Linked DNA regions of Rattus norvegicus: region 2 is linked to region 1. The links are chromatin contacts, called in public Hi-C maps. All regions are on one chromosome and are shown on one strand. Each heading gives the region's core, a stretch centred on a gene start, on an enhancer-like site or on the middle of the called end of the contact. The rest is flanking DNA. Distances are from core to core; before and after follow the strand shown.

Evidence for each region. Hi-C and Micro-C count contacts between places; a contact is called where the count stands out from the background.
Region 2: a Hi-C map of prefrontal cortex shows a contact between it and region 1, with 4 times the contacts expected there. The contact joins the promoter of Aff3 here to the enhancer-like site in region 1. A contact is called at or near these places in 2 of 12 Hi-C or Micro-C datasets (frontal cortex and prefrontal cortex).

The regions. Positions count from the first base shown.
Region 1 is chr9:48,159,322-48,166,797 of GRCr8, reverse strand. The region is part of intron 5 of Aff3 (ALF transcription elongation factor 3); the gene reads left to right. Among named protein-coding and RNA genes, the nearest start is that of Aff3, 190 kb to the left of the region's middle. Within about 2 kb of position 3,602, at least 18 of the 93 cell types and tissues checked have an H3K27ac peak or open chromatin away from gene starts, as enhancers often do. A contact at or near this core is called in prefrontal cortex, where this site is marked.
Region 2 is chr9:48,348,085-48,354,802 of GRCr8, reverse strand. Aff3 (ALF transcription elongation factor 3) reads left to right here and starts at 2,423. Exons shown (of 23, transcript NM_001413892.1): 1 at 2,423-2,474; 2 at 2,613-2,768. The coding sequence starts at 2,716.

The DNA.
Region 1 (7,476 bases), core at 2,353-4,852:
GTCGAACCCTGCACCCCGGGGCATGGGTCCTCCCTCCTCTTAGACCTCATTCAATGGATCCTCTCATGCAAGTCGGTGGACAGCACAGACATGTCTATAAACCAGACTAGATCATAGTAACAACACACATGCCAAAGTTGCTGAGAGCAGGTTTAAAATTTTTGCACCATTTAACGAATAAGCAAACACGTGGCTTGACAGATATGTTAGCTGGGTTTGATCTTGTCACACTGTGTGAACAGAGCGGATTAAACACGATACACTTGTCACTTGCATCCTAGTAAAGCCAAAGTCTGCCTGGTACCTGCCACCGCCGCACAAAGTGGATGAAAGGAGTCACTGTTTGTCCTGTGTGCACTAAGATGTGACCCCGTTGTGCACTCAAAAAAAAAAAGTGCACCTTTCACGGTTTGTTCGTGGGACAGTCAAGCTGAGTTCTGCACCGCATGATAAACAAGGTCTTCACAGTGAAGCTTGCAATGCGACCTATAACCCGTCTTCTCCTCAACGGCACAACAATCATTTTGCCTAGCTTTGCTGTTTATTGCCACACACTCCTAACACTAAGTTCCCATCCTTTCCTGGAGCAGTAAATAGCTCTCTGCTGATATACAGATTTGGGACGTTTCTCTCAGGGCGTGGGGGAAGGAAGCCACCCTGAGGGTGAACACAGGGGGGTGACAGAAGAAAGGGCTTGGTATTTTCCTTCTCTCCATGAAGCTGAGGTTTGCCAAAAAGAGAGAAAGACCTTTGAGAGAAGTAGGGGTTCTCTTCCAAAGGAAACTGAAGGGTCACTCCGAAGATTAATGGTCGCGAGATGTTAATTCAGCGGAGAATTTATTTTTAAAGGCTGAGATTTATTCTGAGCCAGAGGATTTTGAGTTCAGCTGGGGGAATAATGAGGCGTGGATTTGTTTTGTACAGTTCCTACTGCTGCTGTCAGTCATTGAACAGGGGGTCTATTCACCCAGAGTCTCAGATCTGGTTAAAAGCCTACAACCTTCTAACACTGAGAGCCTTCCTAGCTGGTAACTTCCTCAGAAAACCTGTAGGAGTGGCTTACTTCTACGCTCGAAAGGTTCTGTGTGTGAGACGTCTGTGTTTTTACGAAGACGTCACATTGGTGCAAATTCATATTAGTTGTTAACATGTAGCAAAAGTTAAAAAGTCACATTTTTTCACAGGAGTGGAATTTTTCCTTCTCTGATCCATATATTGCCCCCCCCCCGCTTGGAGTTAAATATAAAACGGTTTATTGATACTGGTTGCATCTTGTCCCAGACTCTAGGAGAGGCTTCAGGGCCCCTTTGAGATCCATCTGTCTCTGTCCACCTCTCCCTCCTGGTTTAGTTTTGTACAGAGTGAAACCTTGCTCTCTCTTATCAGAAGTAGCATCCCATGTCATTGTTGATAGCACCCCTGACCTGTGCTGTGTCCCCTTGTCACCCACATACCTCAGAGGCCCAGGCACCCCCTGGCAGTAGATTTTCCATCATTAATCAGAGTAGTTCTTGCACCAGAACTTAATTAATGTGCCTATCAAATTGCCTATTTAGGAATCAACAGGGAGAGAGGAAGCAGCCACGCCCAGGCTGGCAGTGCTGGTCTTCGTGTACCCGACTCTCAGGGCCACCGCTCCATTGTATTAGAAAGGACCTTCTCTATTAGACATAGATAAGTAAATCTCTTAGAACAGGATGTCCGCTGGGATGCCCAGACTTCCTGTCAAATCCCCTTGGCCATTCACATCCACCCATAGGCAGAGGGAGGCCATGCTTCTAGAGTGGACTGTGGGAGGTTGCATCCACAGGGAATGGATGCTTTCCCAATGCATGGGCCAGACTGTCTTTGGGGACTTAGTCAACCGGAGCCTGTACTGGATCTGCTCCTGGCAGGAAGTCAGGCATCCATGTAATGGTGCTCAGTAGGTGGCTTCTATCACAGCTGGATGCTCTCAGCCTTCCCTTGGGGATATTGCCCCCTCATTTTGACCTCATAAAAATATAGTGTCTTTAGAATGCCTATCATTGCTTAACGATAATTCATTCTGCAGAATGGGATTTCCAAGGCCCCATTGCCCAGATTAATGGCTGTTCCCCGGACATCAGGAAAACCTCAACAGCACAATTATTGTCTCTTCTTTTTATATACATTCACCCACAGGGAGGATGAGCGAGCGAGAGAGAGAGAGAGAGAGAGAGAGGAGCCAAGCTCTCACACAAGCAGGGACAGCTAGAGATTGCAAAAGAAATGATTTATAGGCTATAGCAAGAGAGGGTAGAGGAAGGGGGTGCAAATGAAGACCAATCATGCTGAAATGAGACTTGATTTGCTGCTCTTTTCCTTTCTCACTCTGTTTTTTGCTGGGTGCCCCCTTCCCAACAGAGCTGCTCAGTCGCTCCTGTGTGTGCTCATGCATAAATTCAGGTCAAGTAAGAACCCCCCCCCCCGACTTCTCTATTCATCATGGGCATGGGTAATGCTCTTATCGATACATAACAAGGAATCGCAACTAATTTGGGCTCATAACCTTATTCTTTTATCATCAATGGTGGAAATGGTATTTGCTTAGCCATGAATACATTCAGTTCAGTAAACTGAAGCTGTTTGAAATTTCCACTAATCCTTCCCCATGGAGGGTTTCCTCTGGACCAAATCACTCTCCAGTAAAACTAAAAAGTAAATGCACGCCCAGGTTTCTAAGATTTTCTGGGATCAAACGTAATTTACAGGGCACAGCATTTTAAAATGAGATTTCTTTCTCTCCTTCATGTTAGCTGGCTGGTCCCAGCGTACTGGAGCATGAATGAACTGTGTACTGAAAATATGAATTGCATGAACTTACCCCATGAAGTGTTCAAGTATTAAGGGCTTTTTTTTTCAATGAAAGAAAATTGAACCAATGCACTAGTAGAAAATAAAAATAGAGGAAAAAAAGTGTAACACCTAGCTCTTTTTTTTTATTTATTTATTTTATTTTTGAAAAGATGCTTTTCGAGTGAATCTGTCTCTGCTGTTTAATTTACATCTTGAGGGCTCATTAGGATGATGAATGGCTGGAGAATAAAACACATTTCCTGAACAAAAGACAATGTCGGTAGCCTAATAACATTTTATGCCAGCACTTCTATCAGTCAGAAGTAGATGCTATTTATCCCTGTGATTATTTTTAAAAAATCATTTTTATTGTCCTTTGTGCTGTGTCCTCTTGTGGGGATTTTAATTCAGAGTTTGACACCTACTTATTAACTTCGGTGAAGTGTTGAGCACCACGGCGGATACTTTACAAAGAATTCTGAACAGCCGTGTTTACGTAGCCTGCAGCTGTACACAAATTAGCTCAGTTTGGATCTCTTTGGATCAGAAAGAGAAAGCTCGTCGGATAGCAAGTCACCTCTGTTTCTCTGGCGAAGCGCGTGCTCTCTGAGGTCTGCCTCCATCCAAAGCAGCAGGACTTCCAGAGCAGACAGAAGGGGAGTTTTCCTAATGGTGATGGAGTCCTTTATGCATAAATACATTACTTCCATTCCCCTTACTTCTTCCAACTGCTTGTCCCAAACAGCACTCTGTCATCTGTCACCGCACACTCATGCCCGTCCTTTCTTCCCTCAGCCCCTCTCCCGGCCCACATTTCTACTCCCACACTCTCACTCTCAATCCAGATTGCTTCTTCCCTAAGCCATCTGTCTCCCTGGCTGCGGATTTTCCCAGCTACTATGTGGGCTTGATTTTTTATCCAGGGTGGGTAGCACCCTTTTGAAATTGGGTGGGAGGTCTATATATGTGTGAAGAAGTGCAGCCCAGGGATCCTAGGATGAGGGATTCTCCTAACTGCATTGCAAAATAGCTAGCACATATGTGTGTGTGAATGTGTGTATGCCTCTGTGTGTGTGTGCATGCGCGAGTATGTGTGTATTTATCTGTGCATGATTGCATTGTGCGTGCATGTATGTTTGCATGTGTGCGTGCATGTGTCTCTGTGTGTGTACTTGTGTATGCATGCATGTATGTGCATGCATGTGTGGATGTGTGCATCTGTGTTTGCATGTGTGTGTGTGTATGTATGTGTGCATGTGTGTTTGTGTATATGTCTGTGCGTGCATGTGTATATGCATGTATGTAAGTGCATGTGTGTGTATGTGTGTATGTCTGTGTATGCATATGTATGTATGCATGTATGTAAGTGCATTGTCTGGATGTGCATGTATGTGTATATGTGCATCTGTGTTTGCGTGTGTGTGCATGTGTCTATATTTCATGCATGTGTGTGTATGTCTGTGTGTGCATGTGTATGTATGCATGTGTGTGCATGCATGTGTGTGCATGTGTGTATGTATGTGTGTGCTTGCATGTTTGTACGTGTGTCTATGTGTATGTGTGCATGTGTGTTGTCCGTGTGTGCATATGTATGTGTATGCATGTGTGTGCCTGCATGTGTATGTGCATGTGTTTACATTGTGTACTTGCGTCCGTATGTGCATGCATGTATGTGTATGTATGGGTGCATGTGTGTGGCCTACACGCATGCTCGTGCTTGCACACAGAGTCATTCCACCTTTTGTATGGCCATATTTCCAGCCTCTATTTCCACCTACCTCAAGATGCCAATGCATGTCACTTGTGACTCATCCTTGAGGTTTTCTGAAAGGCCAAGTGTCTGTCTGATCTTCCTGAGAGGAAAAACAGCTCTAGTACTGACTCAGAGAACTGAGTGAGTCACCCCGGGAGATGTCTTGGCATCTCTCAGGGTTCAACAGGCACTCCTAGGCATGAGACACAAAACTGGGAAGGGGTAATGTGTTCTCTTAGTCTAGTGCACATGTGTCATTCCATAGTCACACCCTCCTGCAGTCTGCAGGGTTTTGTTTGTTTGCTTTGTATTTCTTTTATATAAAGCTGTAGAGAAGAAAAAAAAACAAAAATGAACAACCCACCACCCACTAAACATAAGAGACAAATTCTTGGAAAGTAAAATTCTTGTGGCTACTCTTTTAAACTCTCTTTAAGTGGTGTTTGCAGCTAATACTTTGTGCAGAAATTCTTCAAGCACTGAGTTTTGTTCCTCCTGGTCTGGCTTCGCAGCAGATGAGTAAACATCCAAACAGCTTTCACTGTCATCTTAGATAGTTGGTACTTAATGACTTTTATATCTTGATAAAAATTGCAACAGTAATTAAGGACAGCTCATACCTCTTAAAAAGAGTAGAGCCACCTAATTGTTACCATGGAGATTAACATAAAACTCAAGAGAGACGGCATGGCATTAAGACAAGGCCTTATAACCTCACAGATTTGGGCAGGATCTAAGGAATTCCGTGACCATACCAGAAATGCTGACTGATGTCTTTTGCTTCCTTTGATGACATGTGAGCACAGAATGATCAGTTGCTTGTGCCTAGCTGACCTAAGAAAGGTCAGAGTTCATTGACAAAGCACCCTTGACCTTTCTTCTACTAGCAAGGTAACAGAGAAGTTAGTTACATGTCAGTTGTGTGCCATACCTAAAGGGATTGGGGGATGGGAGGAGGCCGCCATGCCTGTTGCAGCTTTTACACGGTGCCTTCATTAGCATTATTAATCGTCGTGACACTCATTCTCGGATGCATGAGGAAGCTGAGGGGCATGGCACAGAACATAGAAACAGGATCCTGTCCACGGTCTGAGTTTAAATAAACTGGAAGATGGATGGCAGAGACCTAACCGTTCAGGGAAAGGAAATGATTTCAAGAGAGGAATTCCATGAATCTGCAGAACTCATTATGGACCTCGGAGGGACATCACAGCCCCTTTTCAAAAGCATTAAATAATAGGTATCTTTGTTAAAGAATCCAGTCTGGAAAACAGTTTGAGAGCCGTGTGCTTTATGTCTTTGTCACCATGGCCAGCTCTGGAATTGTTTTCAACCCTGTAAGTTACCACTTATTTCTTCCTCCCAGCAGAGCCCTGGGCTGCCCCTGAGCACACACGTTAGGACACATAAAGACAACCTGGCAGGCCTCTAAAGTGACCTGATTTTGCAGCCTTTGGGCTGTCCAAGTTTTCTTTTCTTCTGTCTACATTTAACCCAGACAGCTGTGCACCACATAATGGCGTTTTGTTCAGAAAGGACCATTTGAATCCGAGATGATCCCCTGAGTTTATATAAAGCTGGAAAGGCCCCATCACTGAGCGGCAGCACCGTGGCTGTCATGATGCCATGGGACAGGGCACTGGTCCCATGTTTCTGATGATGCTGTGTCTATTAACCTGTGGTCCTGTGATAGTAGGGCATTGGCAGTCATGTCTGGTTCATGTATGTTGATCACCATGATACATAGCTATGCTACTAGTACTCATGCTTGCTCTGACTTAATCATCGACTTGAATGCACTCCTAGAAATGCTACAGAGGTGTGTATTCATGGCAGCAGCTGTAGTCTCAGTGTTTACCTGCCTCTTGGTTGCTATCCGGTGTCACCGGAATAGAATTTGCTGTGTCGTCAGTCGGTGAACACTCTCTGGTGGTTACACACAGATGACGTTGCCTGGAGACCAGACACATCTCACAGAATGTTTTGCTGTCATTAAGCACCACACAGTTCTGTTTAAAGTTATTCTCTATCCAGTATCTATAGGGGAATTAGGGTTAAAGTCCTTACAATGTATCACCATAGTGTTCTCAATTAAGAGCTCTAAAGTAGATTTTGCTTGCAAGCATTGACTCTCTCTCCCCACAGCCTTTTGTCTTGGGAGGCACCACGAGTTCACACGGGAGTTCAGGATGGTTCATGTGCGTAACTGGTAGTTTGGCCTGGTCCTAAATTTTTATTCTCTTATTTTATTAACTTTCAGAGTCCCTGCCCCAGAAAGCAGGTTAACTATAAACAATACAAATAATACCTCTAGGCAGAACATCGGAAAACATGTTCCTTTCTCTCTCTCTCTCTCTCTCTCTCTCTCTTTCTTTCCCTTTTTTTCTTTCTTTCTTTCTCTCTCTCTTTCTTTCTTCCTCTCTCTCTCTCTCTCTCTCTCTCTCTCTCTCTCTCTCTCTCTCTTTCTTTCTCTCTTTGTGCTCTATGCTCATTGCAGAGCAGCACATTCAGAAACCGTGAGCTGTTGAATGACTTTAGGAGACGCTGCATTCAACAATCCATCACGAGAGAATTAAAACACTTCACTGCGTTCCAGTGAGTGAGTGAGTGTAGAGCAGAACTTCCCCCTAACTCGAGTTGCTTTTGTGAATCTAGCTAAATGTGATCACAGACAGAGAGCCTTCCATGGAAATGTTAAAGTCCTAACTGAGCTTCTTGAAATTATTCTAAAATAATTTTGCCTTAATCAAGCTGTCTTTCCCTGACTCCCCTCTCAACTGCAGCAACATGCATGGTCGATCTGGAGAATATTGACACGAGGTCCCGAAAACTTCCTTTATCTTGGCTTTACCTGCTACTGGCCATCACAAAATCACATTTTATTGGCTGAGTTTTCTTTTTTAACA
Region 2 (6,718 bases), core at 1,174-3,673, 190 kb before region 1:
CAAACAAACAAAGCAAAACACCCACAGTGAAGTTACTTCAGGCTCAAGTACACTAAAATGTAAACATGGGGACCCAGAGTTGGCATTCAAATATACATCTGTCCATTACTTCATAGCTCTTTTGGAGGGACCTTTTACAAATAACCCTCCTTCCCCAGGCCTAAACCCCCTTTTACTCTCTCCTGTTCTGGGACCCATTTATCTTCAGTCACTAAGAGGGGGAGGCTTGAATCTGTGTCTGAGCCTCAAGCGCGGCATGGGTCCCGCAGTAAACATGGTTCTGTTTGTTCCTCAGCAGTCTCTTTTGTATAAACAGATGTGGTGGGAAGGGAAGGGAAGGAAAGGGAAGCCAGATCCCTGGGAGGGGCTGGAGGTCTCCTTTCTGGAGAAGACTGCCAGCTGCAGCCAGGAGCCCGAGGAACAGGACACATTTCTTGTCCAGGCCTTGGAACTTGCAGTTCTTCCAGGCATAGGCTGTTCCCCTCCCGCTCTCCTCCACCCTCCACCCCAGCCTTTGTTCCTGGGAAAGCTGTCTCCATGTGATGTCTGTAGCTCACTTTTGCCAGAGCAAACATTTCCAAGAGGGTTTATGCTAAGTAGGAATCTGTAAGGCACATTTCCCCCCTCCTTCTCTCCAGATACACTGTAGACCAAGATTTTGGACTCCAGCCCTTCACACCTGTACTTTGTCCATATTTCCTTTGTTCTTTTGTAGCCTTCAACTAACTGGGCGGGGTGGTATTTAAGGCAGGGAAGTTGTTAGTTTGTAAAATAACCAGTGGGTCACTACAACTGATTTGATGTAGACTCTGCCTTCGCTTAGTGATTGATATTTTCACATGAGTTATGGATGCTAATAAGGGAACTATTCCAAAGCTGGGGGAAGAAAAGGATGGCCCCCCCCCCCCACCTCGGCTTTGCAGTCCTGTTTCCGAGAGCAAAGAACTCTGGTTGGCCTTTTGGAGGTCTACCTGCGCCTAGAACTTCGTTAGTTCTCCTTCAGAGGTGGATGAAATAAAAAAGGGGGTGCTCCCAGGTTGATTTCTATCAAAGGGGCTAAATTTTTGGCGGCCCCACATGGTGGCTCTTGTCTAGAAAAGGAACAAAGGCCGATGCACTGCAAAGGCCTCCCTTAGGGCATGCGGGGGTTGGTGTAAGTGGTGAGCTTTGCTTGGTACTGCTCTCTCCAGGAATCCTGAGGAATCCTGAACAAGGCTCGAGGAAATGTAGCCAAGAGCATGGGAGAGGGGAGACCCCCACCCCCACCCCGAACCGCCAACCCCCCCCCGGGGGGGGCAGCATGGGTTCCTCAATTTTTAGAGCAGAAGCGCAGAGATGGAAGTATAGGCCTGCTGGACATCTCCAGTCCCCACTCTCAAAGTGTATATAATAACGAGCGAGGGGGGAGCAGTCTTTCAAACCAAGGGAGTAATAATAGCAGGGGCTTTATTTTTTTTTTTTTTTTACAAGCCACAGTGGTACTCTATCATCCTTCCAGCTGACAATCTGCCACTCTCCAGACAGGAGAGGAGGCGGCGGGAAGTTTGTAGTGGAAACCTAGAGGCCTTTCCAGTATGAAATAAAAAGAAAGGAGGCAGGTTTCCAGGGACCGGGCAGCTGAGGGGTAGAGGATATCCCTTCGTTCGCCAACCCCCAGTCCCCCAACCTTCTAGGCAAAACTGCAGCTGAGAGCAGGTCTTGGAAGAAGCTTCCTTCCCGCCTCCTCTTTATTTCACTTAAGTTACTGGCTCCAGATATTTGAAACGATTTGTTTTCGGCGCTGCCTTGGGCTGCACAGTTAACTCTCACAGCGCCTGGGTCGCCCAGGGCTTTTCCTTCCTAGCACCCACCCCAGGTCTGCAAGCGTGCACACCTCCCGCCGCAGCGCCCTGCGGATTCCGCTTAATTTGCGGAGGACCAGAAAGTCCCTGCTGGACACGGAGCGAAGGCGAGAGGCAGGGGGCTGCTCTGCTGCAGGTCGGCCTCGCCTCAGCACGGCAACCCCCTGCCCTCGGCGCCGTCACCGCCGCACCTCTCCCTCTGGCTCGCAGAACGTCCCCCGCAACCCTCGGGGCCACCAAAGATCTGGAGAGATGGAAGGGCGCGGGTGAGGAGGGCGAGCCGACGGCCGGGCCCGAGAAAGGGCGCGGGACCCCGATCAGCCGCACGGGGAGCGCGGGGAGCGCAGGGGCGCGCGGGGCGCGCGGGGCGGGCGCGGCGGGCGCGGCGCGGGGCTCAGGACGCGCGCGCGCCTCGGCCTCGCCCGCGCACACGCGCCTCCCGGAGGAGAAAGAGGCGGGCGGGCGGGCGAGCGGGCGGGCGCAGAGCACCGCGCCGGCGGCTGCAGCGGGCCGGGCCGCCGCGAGGGAGGGGCGGAGGGGCGGAGGGGCGGGCGCAGGCCGGGAGGGGGCGGCGGCGCGGCGAGCTCGCTCGCGGCTCTGGGAGAGTGTGGCTGCGCGCGAGCCGGCGAGCGGGTGAGTGCGCCGGGCGGGCCCGGGAGGCGAGGGCCGCGGGGGTGCCGGGCGCTGCGAGCCGGGGGAGGGTAGCTGGCGGGCGGCGGCGGCGGCTCGGGCGCGGCCGGGATGCACCTTAGCTGGCGCCTCTCGTTCCAGCGCGCGGGCGGCCCGAGGCTCGGCGGCGGCGGCGGACACAGCGGCGGCGGCGGACACAGCGGCGGCGGCGGCGACGGCGGCGGCGGCGCTGACACCTCCCACCATGGACAGCTTCGACTTAGCCTTGCTCCAGGAATGGGACCTCGAGTCACTGTGGTGAGTCCCGGTGCTGGTCGTTTGGGGAGCCGCGGCGGCCCCGCCTGCCCTCACCTGGGCCGGGACGCCGGGTGCCCGGCCGCCGTGGGGGTGGGGTGGCTCGGGGACAACCGCCTCGCCGGCCGGCTGCTTCCAGCCTTGGCGGGCTGGATGCACGGCCGCCTCCCCGTGAATTCGTTAGTCTCCGGTCCCGTCCCCTCCTCTCGGTGTTGTCTGCGCCAGGTCAAGGGGCCAGTGGTCTGGCTGCCACAGGAGGAGCGCAGCGGTGGAGAGGGGAAAAGAACCGATTTTTTGAACGTGTCACTGATGCCCGAGAGCCCACCCTCATCCCGCAGCCCCTCTCAGCTACCTTCCTTCGGATTGTGCTCCCTTCCAGCTCCTGGAGAATCTCGGGCTCACCCCTGTGACCCCCTAGAGTTGGTACCGCTACGAAGTGCCCCGGGAGGATGCTCGCCAGCCTTGCTCCTTGCCTGCTCCCTGCTTGGCTGCTGCATCCTTCCTCTGTCCTACCTCACTCCCACTCGAGATGGAAAAGTGAGCACCCGGGGCAGGAGGCCAGTGTGTCTCGGTGCCCGAATTCCAGAGGCCTTGGCCCAGGGAAACTCATTTCCCGGAGATACACAGTTCCTTTGCACCCTTTCTTCACACATCCTGGTGGCTGAACTCCTCTCAACTCCACTCTTTTTTTTTTTTTTTTTTTTTTGTCAAGCTCAAAGCTGGCAGCCTGGAATGCACTTGGGGTTCCAGTTCTCGCTGTTCTCGCATCAGGGAGAGCTTCTGTAGGTAAATCACAGGTAGATGCAATTTAATTCCAGTTGCGGTTGTCTGAAAAATCCCATTGGCTGCCTCAGCATCCCTCGCATTTCCCCCATCCCTTAAATGTTTCCAACCAGCCCTATTCAGGTGGTAAAATTACTGCTTGTATATTCCTGGAGGAACTTGTGTTATGTTTAATATTTACGGGGACGAACATCTGCTGGAACAAGCATATTAACTGCTCTCTGTTCTGCCTCTGGTAATCGCTGATTGTAGAGCTGAGCGTTTCCCTTCTTTTTAATTCAGTAAAGAGTTCACATGTGTCTAAAACTGCGAGTGGTGTGCACATGAATATGCAATGCACAATTTTAAAGCCAAACTGCTTTATGATTTATGGCTCATCCATCGATGGTATGTAGACGTGTGGATCTCCGCAGTGACTTAGGCTCAAAGTGACTTATTTTCCCAAAGACAGGTGTAACAAAATAAACTAGACACAGAGCTCGCGAATTATCGAGCAGTTTCTTATAAAAGATCCGATGGTGAGTACAGCTTGCTCTGCATAATGTTGGAGCCTATAAAACACACAAGGATGGGCTCCAATGTAATAAAGCTTGTATATATTACACTGGCAACTTCAAAGAGCTAGTGTAGAGAGAATACGGAACATGTTATTACTCTATAAAAGTTGCTAATTACTGTGTTGCTGCTCCTGGGTTATTTCAGCCTTTCATTTACAGATACCTATTATTTTACAGGTTTACCTTTTGAAATGTTGGTTTCTGGCACAAATTCAATAGCTTCCCAGATAACAACTGTATTTTAAAAATTACTTTTGCTTTTTAAAATCTAGGCAGGCTTGTTGTCAAAGGGGAGAACTTAATATTTTGGACACGTTTTAATGCTGCGTATTCACTTTCTGGTTCAAATTGAACTCCTGTATGGTTTTTGTAAGTTGTGTTCTGAGATTCTCAGTGGTAATGGCGTAGTCCTTTTTGTCAAGGGCTCAAGCTGTGTCTTCAGTTCCCAGTAAATGATCTTGAACACTGTGGAAGAATGCCCGGTGAATTGTTGTTAAACTTATATCTGCTACATACATACATACATACATACATACATACATACATACATACATACATGAGACCAGGTCTCTCAGCATAGTCCTGAAACTTGCTTTGGAGACTGGGCTGGCCTCAGACCACATAGATTTTTACCTCTGCACTGACAATGTTGCACCATCACAGCTGGAAAGCAGTTTTTTTTTTTTTGTTTGTTTTTAAAGCCATTGTACACTCAATCAGATTTGTTAGCAATATGTAGTTTCTTGGCTTAAGAAAGCATGCTAGATTTCTTGATTGCAGTATAGTCAAACAGTTTGGCTTAAGAGAATGTTTCTTATTTTGCGAATATAGAGTTTACATTTACAAAAGGTTATCTTTAGGTAAAGTTAAAGATAAAACAAACTACTTTGGCTTGCATTTCAAATATGTCAGACATTCTCTTAGTTATAGACCAATTTTTGCCTGACATTTCTAACTCAATTTCAGGATTTAATTAAAATTACAGTTTAGTTTTAAGCTCATACATGATCAAAATACTATCTATCTATCTATCTATCTCTCCTCTCTTTCTCCAGCTCTTGTTTGTTTTTGAAAGAAGGTCTTGGTGTGCAAGCCTCACACTCAAGGTAATCCTCCTGCCTCAGTCTACTGAGTACTGGGGTAACAATCATGTACCCCCTCATGCCTGACATACTAGATTACTTTCTCTGTGTCTGGTATTTTCATATCTGTTATCTTCTTCTTTGAATCTGATAATATCTCAAAAGTAATTGACAGTACTCTCATTTTTATAGATAATAGGGGCTTTAAACTATAAGGTGACGGTGCCAAGACCAAAATGACAGCAGATATTTTAAGTCTAACACTTGCTAAGTACTTGTCAGAGGTGTGACCATTATATGTCCTAGATCCTTTATTCCACAACAAGAAAATTACCACTTAAGTACTGCTGTTGGTCTGATTTTTACATAGAGGAAAATTGAGGATGCGTAGTCAGGTAGCTTGTCCGAGTTCACACAGCTCAGACTTGATGAAGGATTAGCTTTAAAGTCTTCTTTTCTGATATCAGGGCTATGTATTTTCTAGAGCCCTGCAGATCTCTTCCAGCTGAGAAAGAATGGCTTTACAAGAACTACAAAGCAAGAGCACTGACATCTGCAACTTAAGGCTGTGTCAAAATATTAAAAGAGAAGGTCAGAACCTTAAATGGTGTTGATTTAAGAAAAGAAAATCTGAAAAACCAAAAGCCATGAGTTAGGAGTGGTGCCTGTTAATTCACTTATGAAAGGAGACATAAATTTTAAATAAAGACCACTGAACAATCCATTCTTTCATCATAGGAAAAAAGGTCTTTGAAGAGAGGAGTTGCAGATTAATAGCCAGAGTGTCTTATTTTGATAACTGAACAACGTTCTCTAATTGGTAGACATCCAATCCTGATCAAACAAATTACACTTTATTAGTTGCGACTGTGGCTTTGAGCCTGTGTATGCTTCTTGTACATGCAGGAGAACACGCATCATGGGACTATAGATGGAATATGAAACAAAAGTATGGCCAGTGTGATATAATCAATTGATGGGAGCCCTTGGGTCTGTCTTCTTCCATCCCTATCACCCCTATTCAGAAGCACCCATGCCTGGCTTTTCAGGGTGGGTCTTCCAGCAGGAATGATCAGATGCCTGTTCATTTCACCCTTAAAATGGAGATGGATGTCTCTAAGAAACATTGTTACCATACTTCCCTGTCCTTAAGAAACACTGTATGCAGGGAAGTGGCCACCCTGCACAGGACCCTGCAGCTTCTGCAGACCTGGGTCCTAAGCAGAGGCAGTTATCTGAGGGAGCAATGCCTCCCTTCTGTTCCCTTCTGCTCTTTCTCTGGGGGTTCACACATTTTGCCTTAGCTGTTACAACATCAGGGTCTCTAAAGTGCCCGACACACCCACTGTTGCTTTTGTTTGTTCTGTTCATGCGTCTTTATTGGTCATCTATAAAGTATAACACCTTGTGGTAGTGTCTGTAGGGGATGAAGAACTGGGTAAGATGTGGGCTGTGCATTCCTTGTCTAGTTTTAAAGTTGGATGAGAATGTAAATGCAAAAGGAAGCTTTCTGCTCTAGAGATTCAAAAAA